Linked DNA regions of Mus musculus: all the other regions are linked to region 1. Evidence: chromatin contacts called from public promoter capture Hi-C data. All regions are on one chromosome and are shown on one strand. Each heading gives the region's core, a stretch centred on a gene start, on an enhancer-like site or on the middle of the called end of the contact. The rest is flanking DNA. Distances are from core to core; before and after follow the strand shown.

Region 1 (3,147 bases), core at 219-2,718:
CTCCCATACCTAACGAAAGTAAAGACATGCAAGCACACACTTATACACATAAAACAAAATCTTTTTAAAAAAATTAACAAAAATGTGATAAGGGAAAGATAGTAATAGATCATACTCTTAGGTATTTTTAAAAGGACATTTAAAGAACTGTTTAGTTTTAGGCATTGCAATGTAAGAAATATGCTAACTAGGAAAAGACTACTCAAAGAAGTCTAGCGATCTTATATGGACCTATCATAGGAAATGAGACTTAGGCTGCTTGACAGGGAACTTAGGAGTTCTAACAGCTGAATTCACAGGTAACGGCATCATTGTAAAATTACTGACAGTATCTGGTGCTTTTAAGATCTACACACAGGTTACAGGACTAGGCACTGTTAGTAAAAGGAACTAAAAAACAAGGAAACATTTGCACCCAAATGGTGAGTTTAAGTCCACACACACACTTGCACCAGAACAAGCTTGAAAAAATTGCTTTCTGCAAGATATTTCAAAACTAATCTTTGCAATAAGTTAAAACACCTTTTTTTTTCTGACTAAAGTTTTCTATTCGGAAATGTAATAAAAGAGAAATGTCAAGAGGATCAGATATTCTGAACTGTTGTTCCTTTTCAAATTCTGATGTCCAGAACTCAGAATTAATTCTTTCAAGCCTCTTTCGATGATGTAATTAGGTTTCTTTACCCCTGGCCACATTACTTCTTCCTCCCACCTCTCAGTTCGCCATACACCAGTCCTCTCTGCCCTGGCCATTGCCATTACCTGCCATCCCAGGAGCTCTACGTCTTCCGCTAGAACTTGGACACGTGGATACCTGGGCAGCTTCAGTTTGGGACTTGGATGTCCCGCTCTCCTTCCAGAGTAGGTGTCTTATGCTCTACGAGACTGGCCTACCAGGCACAGGATACACTCTGCAGCACGCGTCTTACAGTCGCACCTCAGACTCGTACAGAGTAGCCAAGAGGTCCTGTCCAAGATCGGACGTGCACAGGGGAAGTTTGGATTGCTACAAGAAACAAAAAGTGAATAGGGAGCGAACAGCTCTGCCTCGCTGCAGTAGAGACTCTGGGCGCCCACCTAGTCTTGGCCACCCGCCCTCCACAGGGTCTGCGATCTCCCACTTTCCCAGGCGGCCAGACACACCTGTTGCGGGGCACACCAGAAAGGCGGGCTGCTCCGCATTTTGCTGGCCCGGCCCAGAACAAAGGAACAAAGCCTTGGGGAACCCGCGGTCCCCGGCAACGCCGAGGGGAGGCGCGCCCCCTTCCCTGACTCCCCGGCTTCCTCCCGCGCATGCCGCACTACGCGAGCCCGCAAGGTGACGTCACACACCCAAGGCGCTGGTGGTTGCCATGGTGATACCTGGACTCCAGTCTTGTGACGCACTCCAAGGATCCTGGATCCAGATGACCTGGGATGGTCATCAAAACTCAGGCTGTGAGTTTACGCCGTGGGACGAGCCAAACGCCCACCCCTTTCCACGCCCACAGTCGGCTTAGCGGTCACTTCCGGTCGCGTAGACCCTTTCCCTTGGTTTCCCCCTCCCCGCAACACACAGGAGCGCCTCACCGGGGAACACAAAGGACCACAATTCCCAGAATGCAACGCGCAGTGTTTCTGAATTACTTTTCCCAGGTTTCCACAAATGCTGCAGTCCCTCCTGGTGGCTCGGGAGGTTGAACCTGCCTACCGTTTGTGTCCAGTGATTTGGATTGTGAGCAGAGGTGGCCATATATAGCGTTTGTAACCAATATTCACACACCCTCAGGGTTTTGGGCGGAGATGTTGGGGGCAGTACCATGCCCCTCAGGCTGGTCTCGAACTTGCTATATACATGTGGCTGGCCTTGAAATCCTGATCCACCTTCTCCACCTCCTAAGGATCTGACCTCCCCTCACAGAGAATTTCAAAATGCAAGCGTACATTTCATCGTTCAACCCTACTTTTATTACCTGGTTGGTCTGCATTCTCATTTATATGGTATTTGTCGTTTTGAAAATATTTTTTCGTTTTCATGTCTTCGAAAAACGACTCTCATTTTTTTTTTAAATACTAAAGAAGCCGGGAGAAGGTGATGGTACAGTATTTTACATACTGCACGTTTCCTTGCCTAGCACTTAAAGCATATCCATTAGTGCTCTAGACGAACACAGAAGATTGCAACAAATAGGTTTTTATGTTTCAAAGATGTGGCCCACTCATCTAAGGGCTTCTGTTCCTCCCCAGTTATTTGACAGAAGGGCTAAAGTGGCTCCCCTCCTTAGCTGAGAGCACCAGACCTGGAAATGATAATGCTACACATGAAAACTTTAAGGAAAGGGGATGATATTTAGAGAAATGGTTGCAACAAGACATTCGATAAAAAAGAGAATGCAAACAGCAATCATGTTTAGTTTTTTTTTTTTAATTGATTTTATGTGTCTGTTTGTGGGCATATGTGAAGGGACATGCTTTGGTGTCCAGAAAAGGATGTAGGAGCCCTTGGAACTAGAATTTATAGAAGACTGCATGCTTAGGACCAGACTTCTAACACTAGCTTTTCTGTTTGCTGGCTAGGAGCACCTCACAGGTTTTGGTTCTGGGAATGGGGCTCTGTTGAAATAAATGCCTGGACACATGAAAGTGACTTTGAAATTTGATTATGAGTAGAAGCTAGAAGAATTACTGAGTTATAGCATTTAAACTAAATTATTCTTAAAAGATGGATGCTGGGGATGGTGAGATAGCTCAGCGGGTAAGAGCACTAACAGCTTTTCAGGAGGTCCTGAGTTCAAATCCCAGCAACCACATGGTGGCTCACAACCATCTGTAGTAACATATGAGGCCCTTTTCTGGTGTCTAAAGACAGCTACAATGTACTTACATATAATAAATAAATTATTTTTTAAAAAGTCTCAAATGCCTTTAAAAAATGGATGCTATATAGACATTAGATTCTAGTGATGACTCAGATGGAAGTGAGGTGCATGGGAAACAGCTACAGTCATCTTTCATATATTCTCATGGTTAGGACAGTCAACCACATGTCTGTTTACTACACTGAAAAATCCAGACTGGGAGATATTTGAAAACTGTAATGACAATTTTGGAATTTTGGTTGTTTTTTTGTTTTTTTTTTTTTTTTTTTTTTTAAGAAATATAAGAATG
Region 2 (2,929 bases), core at 409-2,908, 470 kb after region 1:
TGACTATCCAGTGTTCATCCTCAAACAGGACATCGACATCAACCCCTGACTCCCAGGGCTCAGTGAGCCTCGTGGAAGACAGGACAGAAAAATCGTAAGAATTGGGGAATGGCGACGTGTAATTCAAAAAGCTACCTTTTGGGAAAGACATGGGTACTGACCCATAAACTCACTGACAGTATGGTTACTGCACAGGATCAAAACAACACGATCAGCCAATGGGACAGCAAGTGGCACTCATGGAACTTGGTAGTTTACAAAGGGGGAGTTGTATGAAGGGGAGAAGGGGATATGTGGTGGCTGGAGGAAATTGAAGCCGAGTTGTTGGTGAATATGATGGAGACGGAGTGTTGATGTGTATGAAATTTCGAAAAAGGTTTTGTTTTGTTTTGTTTTGCTTTAGGTCAGAAGATAGAGGTAAAAAACACCCTGTTTTCTACCAAACTCTTAAACAAGGTATACAAGAATTTGGCTAGAAAAAAACTCTTAGATTCTAGGCTCTAAGAAAACTGTGGAATTCCTCTCCACTGTCAAAGGAAGAACTACATTTGTGTGTGTGTGTGTGTGTGTGTGTGTGTGTGTGTGTGTGTGTGTGTGTGTGTGTGAGAGGCATAAGCATCATATGACTGCCAGCAAGCCACGGCAGATGTTGTTTCACGTGACAAGCCAATAAAACACCTACAAAGTCATTTGTGCCTATTCCACTGCTCAAACCTGTCCTCGTGTCTTACTCACCACACAACAAGAAGTACATATGTAACCTTTCAGCACTCTGCTCGGCACATTCTACCCCAGCCTCACTAGGAACGAGTTCTTCCACAATCCTTTTATTTTCCTTTATGCGATTAACTATCCTGAGGGGCCCAGGTCAGTTCGCTGGTTGCCTCAGGTTTCCAGCATAGACAGACTTTGCGGGCTCTAAGCAATGCCTTCCTTGGATCTTGCTTGGTTTCTGAAAGGCACAGGACATGGGTCTAACTAAACCTGTTCCTTCTACCTGTGGAGGTGTGTCATCCAGCTGCCTGTCCAAGTACTCCAGCAGCGCCACCACCTCCTCCCCGCTGTCGGGGTGCTGCTCGCGCACCCAGGTCTGCAGCTCCCCTGGCAGGATGGTCAGGAACTGCTCCAGCACCAGCAGCTCCAGGATCTGCTCCTTGCTGTGCATGTCTGGCCGCAGCCACTGTCTGCAGAGCTCGCGGAGCCGGCTCAGCGCCTGCCGGGGTCCGGCTGCCTCTGGGTAGCGGAAAGCACGGAAGCGCTGGCGGGAGCGGTCAGGCCCAGGACTGCCCAGCCAACTGGTCTCCTCTGCCAAGGGGGAGGCCTCTTCCTGTTCCACTTTCACCACTAGAAGCCCAGTGCCCTCTTCTGCAGACCGAGCGTTTAGGGCTGCGGACGTTCCGGGTTCTCTAGCCATTCTGTGCCAACTCCAGGCTCCTCTAGCTACAAGCTGTATCTGCAGAAGATTCTCGCAAGATGGGAATTCAGACTAGATCTATCTCCTCCCTCCCCTCGTGCTCTGGGTCACCAAAGGCACAGCTGCAGAGGTGTCACCTACAATCCTAGTCTTCTGCACTCCACCCTAAACCCACAATATTCTCAAGGGATGCTCGGGGCAAATAAACTACATCCAGACTCTGGTGGAAGCATTGTGGGAACCCAAGCCACTTCCGGCGCCCTCTAGGATGCGCTTCTCTGTGGTTCTTTCCAAATTAACCCATTATTGTTGGGGAAAGGATTGTAGACTATGGGTAACACAGGAGTATATGTTTAAGCAGAGGAAGTAAGTTATCCGGGACCCTTGGTTCTTTCTGATCTAAAGCTTGCCTTCATAATTGTTACAGTGCTGACTCGAAAATTCAGCTGGCAAGTAGACTTTGCAGAATGGGGAATGCAGGTGGGAAAAGGTAAGAAATTTGGTATGTCTTAGAAACCGTGAAAGAAGCAGGACACTCACTTGTCTGAAGGGGCCTGTCTGTCCCTGGTCCTGTCCTCTTCCTGCTGCTCCCTTTCCTCCCACTCCAGGCCAAACTACTTGAGAGAAGAATCCTCCAGACACGGACTCAAGATCCTACTTCCCACCACTTCTTAAGACACTATAGGCAGTAAAGAGCCAGTATAGTCTACTATGGCACCTATCCAAATAACTAGAGATTTCCAGCTCTTCAGCAAAAAAGTTTGTGCATTACAAGCATCCAAACTCCCTCTATGCACTTCCAGAAACTTTCTAGTCCCCAACCCCATGGACATCCCATTCCAACTTCATTTCTTCCTGTTTCTCTACAGCCTGGCTGACACACTAACACAAAGGTTAGATGCAAGCACTCCCAAACCTGAGAAAGGTGAACTGTCATCAACTAAAAGAAACTCAATAGACCGATCTGCCAGGTGCCGTGACAAACTTTACTTCGGCCATGACTAGAACCAAACAACTGTTGTGATGGGTGAGGTGGTGCAAGCTTCCTCCATCTGATATTCTTGCTGAGGCTGTTTCGAGGTTTAACTGGAATCTGATCTTCCTGTAGAATCCCATGGAAAACTACCCAGTGCTATTCTAGGAACGGATGATCAGAATGCCCTAGCTAAATTACCTAAGCTTTGTTGAAATTGCTTATTTGTTCAGGAAACCCCTCCAGCTAAGCCTTTATCTTAGCTGCCTATTTGTGTGGAATCTCTTTGCGGCTGTCTAACTGCTTGTCTTAAATTCTTTTAAAACTGCTTGCTTTGAACTGCTTGTCCTGTGGTCTCCACTACAGCTACCGAGGGAGATGCCTTGATGAAGTCTCTGCACTCAAAAATCCCATGCTCTGGACACTGGGGGCCACATCCAGATGCACCCCCAAAACTTGGATGTGGTCCCAGCTGGCTGGAATAAAGACTTTGATTGTATATACACTGTGTCTCAGTTATCATCTCTGGTAAGCTTCCCATA
Region 3 (3,241 bases), core at 511-3,010, 490 kb after region 1:
ACAGTCTGACGAATCACATTCCCTGGAATTCCTCCGGTTTTTATTACTAGTATTGGAGGATCCTTTCCATCTTTGAATGGCTGGAATCAGACTTAACAGTTTACAACTCTAAATTATACAGATGCTAGGACTTTGCAGGATTGGATGGCCTGAGGATGGGGCTTAGAATGTAGAATTCAATTATCTTTGGAGAGAAGAAGGACCAAGATGTGCCAATTTTCTTTCTAAAGTGTGTGTGTGTACGTGTGTGTGTGTGTTGTTGTTGTTGTTGCTGCTGCTGCTGCACAAGGTCAGAAGAACCCCTGGATGCCCTATAGCTGGAGTTGTAGGATATTATAAGCCGAGAGCCTAACCGCTGTGAACTGGGTTCTCTAGAAGAGCAGCAAGGGCTCTTAACATCTGGACCATCTCTCTGGGTTAAGATTTAAAAGCCCAACTATTGAAAGGTGACATGTTGCAGTAGGATGTCAAAGACTTGCAGGTAACTGGGAACTAGGAGACTTTAAACCATTTACCAGGACTGTTAGCCTGCAGGGCCCAAATCTGTCAGCGGGCTGAGGAATTACTGGGTTTCCTCCTCTAGCCTGGAAAGAAGAGTCTGCTTGGAAAGCAGTGACTAACAGTTAGACAAACGGGGAACAAAAATTTGCAATTCTCAGGCAATTTAACATATTCCTGGGTATGACAGGCTACTGTAGAATTTGGTCCCAATTTTTGACTCTATGGCTAAGCCCCTTTATGAAATTTTGAATGGACCCAGAAATAGTTATGGGTTTGGAACCTTTAAAAGGGGATTTGACATCTGCTCCTACCATGGGAATTTGGGGCTTGCAAAAGTCTTTTCAGTCAACATGGAAAGGATGGAGTCCTAATGTGAGTTCTCACTCAAATGATTGGAGGTGAACCTCAAACTGTGGCCTATTTATCAAAGTAAATGGCTAACAAGGGGGATTATAGGGGAGGGAAGGGTGGTAGGGGACTTTGTGTTAGACACTATAGGAAGGACTTAAACAGATGATTTGTTTGCTCTGAGTTAATCTGCACACAAAACATCTTAAAGCTGTGTTTGTTCTGACATGTTTGTTCTGAGTTAGCTTTACACACCATTGGCTTAGCAGACTGCAAAGCATATAACTGACACCACTATACATTAACCAGACTAAGCTCTGTTGAGTGCCTTCGTTCGAAGTCAAACAAGATAAGCTTAAAATAACAAAGTGAACTTCACTTTTTTTTTTCCACTTTTTTTTTCAGCAGCAGCAGCAGCAACAACAACAATAACATAGAAACTTTAGAAAGAAAATCGGCATATCTTTACCCCACTTCTCTTCAAATATCATTGAATTCTAAATTCTAAACCCTACACTCAGGCAACCAAATAAAGAAGGCACAGATAGGAGTCTTTGGAACTTGGTGGCAAAAGGGTGGGGAATGAAGAATAAACTTGAGCACTAATAATTAACTTTGGTTCTCTAGAATCCAACCTACATGATCATGCCAGCTTTTGCCTAAAGCCCAACCTAAAGATTCAATTGCTGTGTCTGTTTGCTGGTGGCTGTGATTACAGCCCGAGCTTTGTTATTCTAGTGATAGAGATGACATCTCTGTGTGAAAACAGTCAAACGAAATGGTCTGATTTATGTAAATGAAATCTTTCAACTTAGACCCAGTCAGGACACCACCGAGTTGAGTCCTGGTCCTCCCATCGTCCTAGAGCGGAGCCGGAAACTACTGGGCTGGAACGCAGATTTTGAGAGACGTGTGACTGACCCTGCGACCAGGGCGAGGGGGACGTACGGTGATCGGGTTCCAGCGGAGAGAGAACCCGCAAACTTGGGACTCTCGAGCGGAGGGTCTGGTTGATACACAGAAACTCTCCACACCTCGGAGCTGGGAGGACCAGAAGCTGGTGCGTGACGGAAGCTGCGGGGCATGGGAGAGGGAGGGAGCTCAGGACGTAGTTGGTGAGGCGGTTTCCTGCTGTTGCGCAGCTCAAGCTGACTGCAAGCTCCAGCGTATCTCCTACTTCAGCTTTCTGATGGCTGAGATTGCCAGCACTCCTGGGTTCTGTTGCTTTATTTTGTTGTGAGGGATTTTTCCCCCTTTTTTTGTTTGTTGTTGTTTGGTTTTAAGAGCGTTTCGTGAAGCCCGTGTTGGCCTCATCATTTGGCGGCGTATACTCTTAATTTGAACTCCTGTTTATCCTTCTATCTCCGAGCTCTGAGCTCATAAGCTGGAGCTGCCACACATGGCTTCTGCATGTTTAAGTAGTTACCACTGTAAGTAAATAGAATATTTGAGTAGATAATCCGAAATAGATGGGTAGACAGAGGCGGCTTTAAAAGGCATACGTGAGAGAACAGCGAATACAGAGGCCCTAAAGCTGGAGCTTGTCTGTCTTATTTAGGGATTAACGAGGGCACCAGGGTATTTCGAGCGCAGTGAATAAGATTGCCACAGAGGATAAGTAAGTGAACAAAGTGGCCATTTGGTTGTGTGAGGAACTTGGTCTTGGGTGATAGAAGGACATACTCAGACAGGTCTTGTAATTGGACACCCATAATGTGCATAGATTAGAGGATGAGCAGAAATGAAATCAAGAATGGGTTGCAAACCAAAGTTGGGTGCAATTAAAAACCTGCATCTGAGCATAGTGACTAATTTCTATAATCCTAGCACTTGGGAGAATTGCCCATTGTGGGCTAGGGAGTGAGAGCCTTGGGGAAAAGGAAAACTGGCAGGAAATCTGGCAGGAAGTGAAGACTGACTGTTGTAGTTGTGGCCAGGTGGATCCCACAGCTTTTGCTTCTGGATCAGATGTACACACACAAGAGAGAGAAGGAAAAAATAAATTCATAATTCGGGGGTCTGTAGATTTAAAAAAGGACCAAAGGTAAGTTCAGTCCACCGTTGGTGGTTCACGTCTTTAATCCCAGGTTTGGAAGGCAGAAGCAGTCAGATCTCTGAGTTCAAGGCCAACCTGATCTACAGGGCAAATTGTCGGACAAACAGAGCTACACAGAGAAACCCTGTGTGTGTATGGGGGAAGGGGTCTGGAGGGGGGGGGGGCAAAACCAAAAAAAAAAAAAACAAACCCCTGAAGATCAGCTTGGAAACCTGTGTAAAATCATAAATTCTTCAACTCTTCAAGTTTCGTCTGTAGTGTGAGGTCGTTCTTAGTGTGGTGTCTGTGGAGATTGACTAAGCAAGGGACGCACAGGTGGAGCAGCTCTGTTGGCTT

Evidence for each region. Promoter capture Hi-C pulls out the DNA fragments that hold promoters and counts their contacts.
Region 2: a promoter capture Hi-C map of cranial neural crest shows a contact between it and region 1. The contact joins the promoter of Zkscan4 here to the promoter of Zfp184 in region 1. A contact is called at or near these places in 2 of 39 promoter capture datasets (cranial neural crest and pre-B cells) and 1 of 115 datasets of contacts at active chromatin or transcription factors (pancreatic cancer cells).
Region 3: a promoter capture Hi-C map of pre-B cells shows a contact between it and region 1. The contact joins the promoter of Zscan26 here to the promoter of Zfp184 in region 1. A contact is called at or near these places in 3 of 39 promoter capture datasets (cranial neural crest, maxillary cranial neural crest and pre-B cells) and 1 of 115 datasets of contacts at active chromatin or transcription factors (pancreatic cancer cells).

What each region holds. Positions count from the first base shown.
Region 1 is chr13:21,943,415-21,946,561 of GRCm38.p6, reverse strand. Zfp184 (zinc finger protein 184 (Kruppel-like)) reads right to left here and starts at 1,468. Exons shown (of 6, transcript NM_183014.1): 1 at 1,363-1,468; 2 at 763-1,006. The coding sequence starts at 769.
Region 2 is chr13:21,477,578-21,480,506 of GRCm38.p6, reverse strand. Zkscan4 (zinc finger with KRAB and SCAN domains 4) reads right to left here and starts at 1,658. Exons shown (of 3, transcript NM_001039115.2): 1 at 998-1,658. The coding sequence starts at 1,414. It overlaps Gm40828 (a long non-coding RNA gene), which reads left to right and starts at 1,682. Exons shown (of 2, transcript XR_873159.3): 1 at 1,682-1,904; 2 at 2,284-2,890.
Region 3 is chr13:21,452,246-21,455,486 of GRCm38.p6, reverse strand. It overlaps Zscan26 (zinc finger and SCAN domain containing 26), which reads left to right and starts at 1,760. Exons shown (of 6, transcript NM_001347491.1): 1 at 1,760-1,909.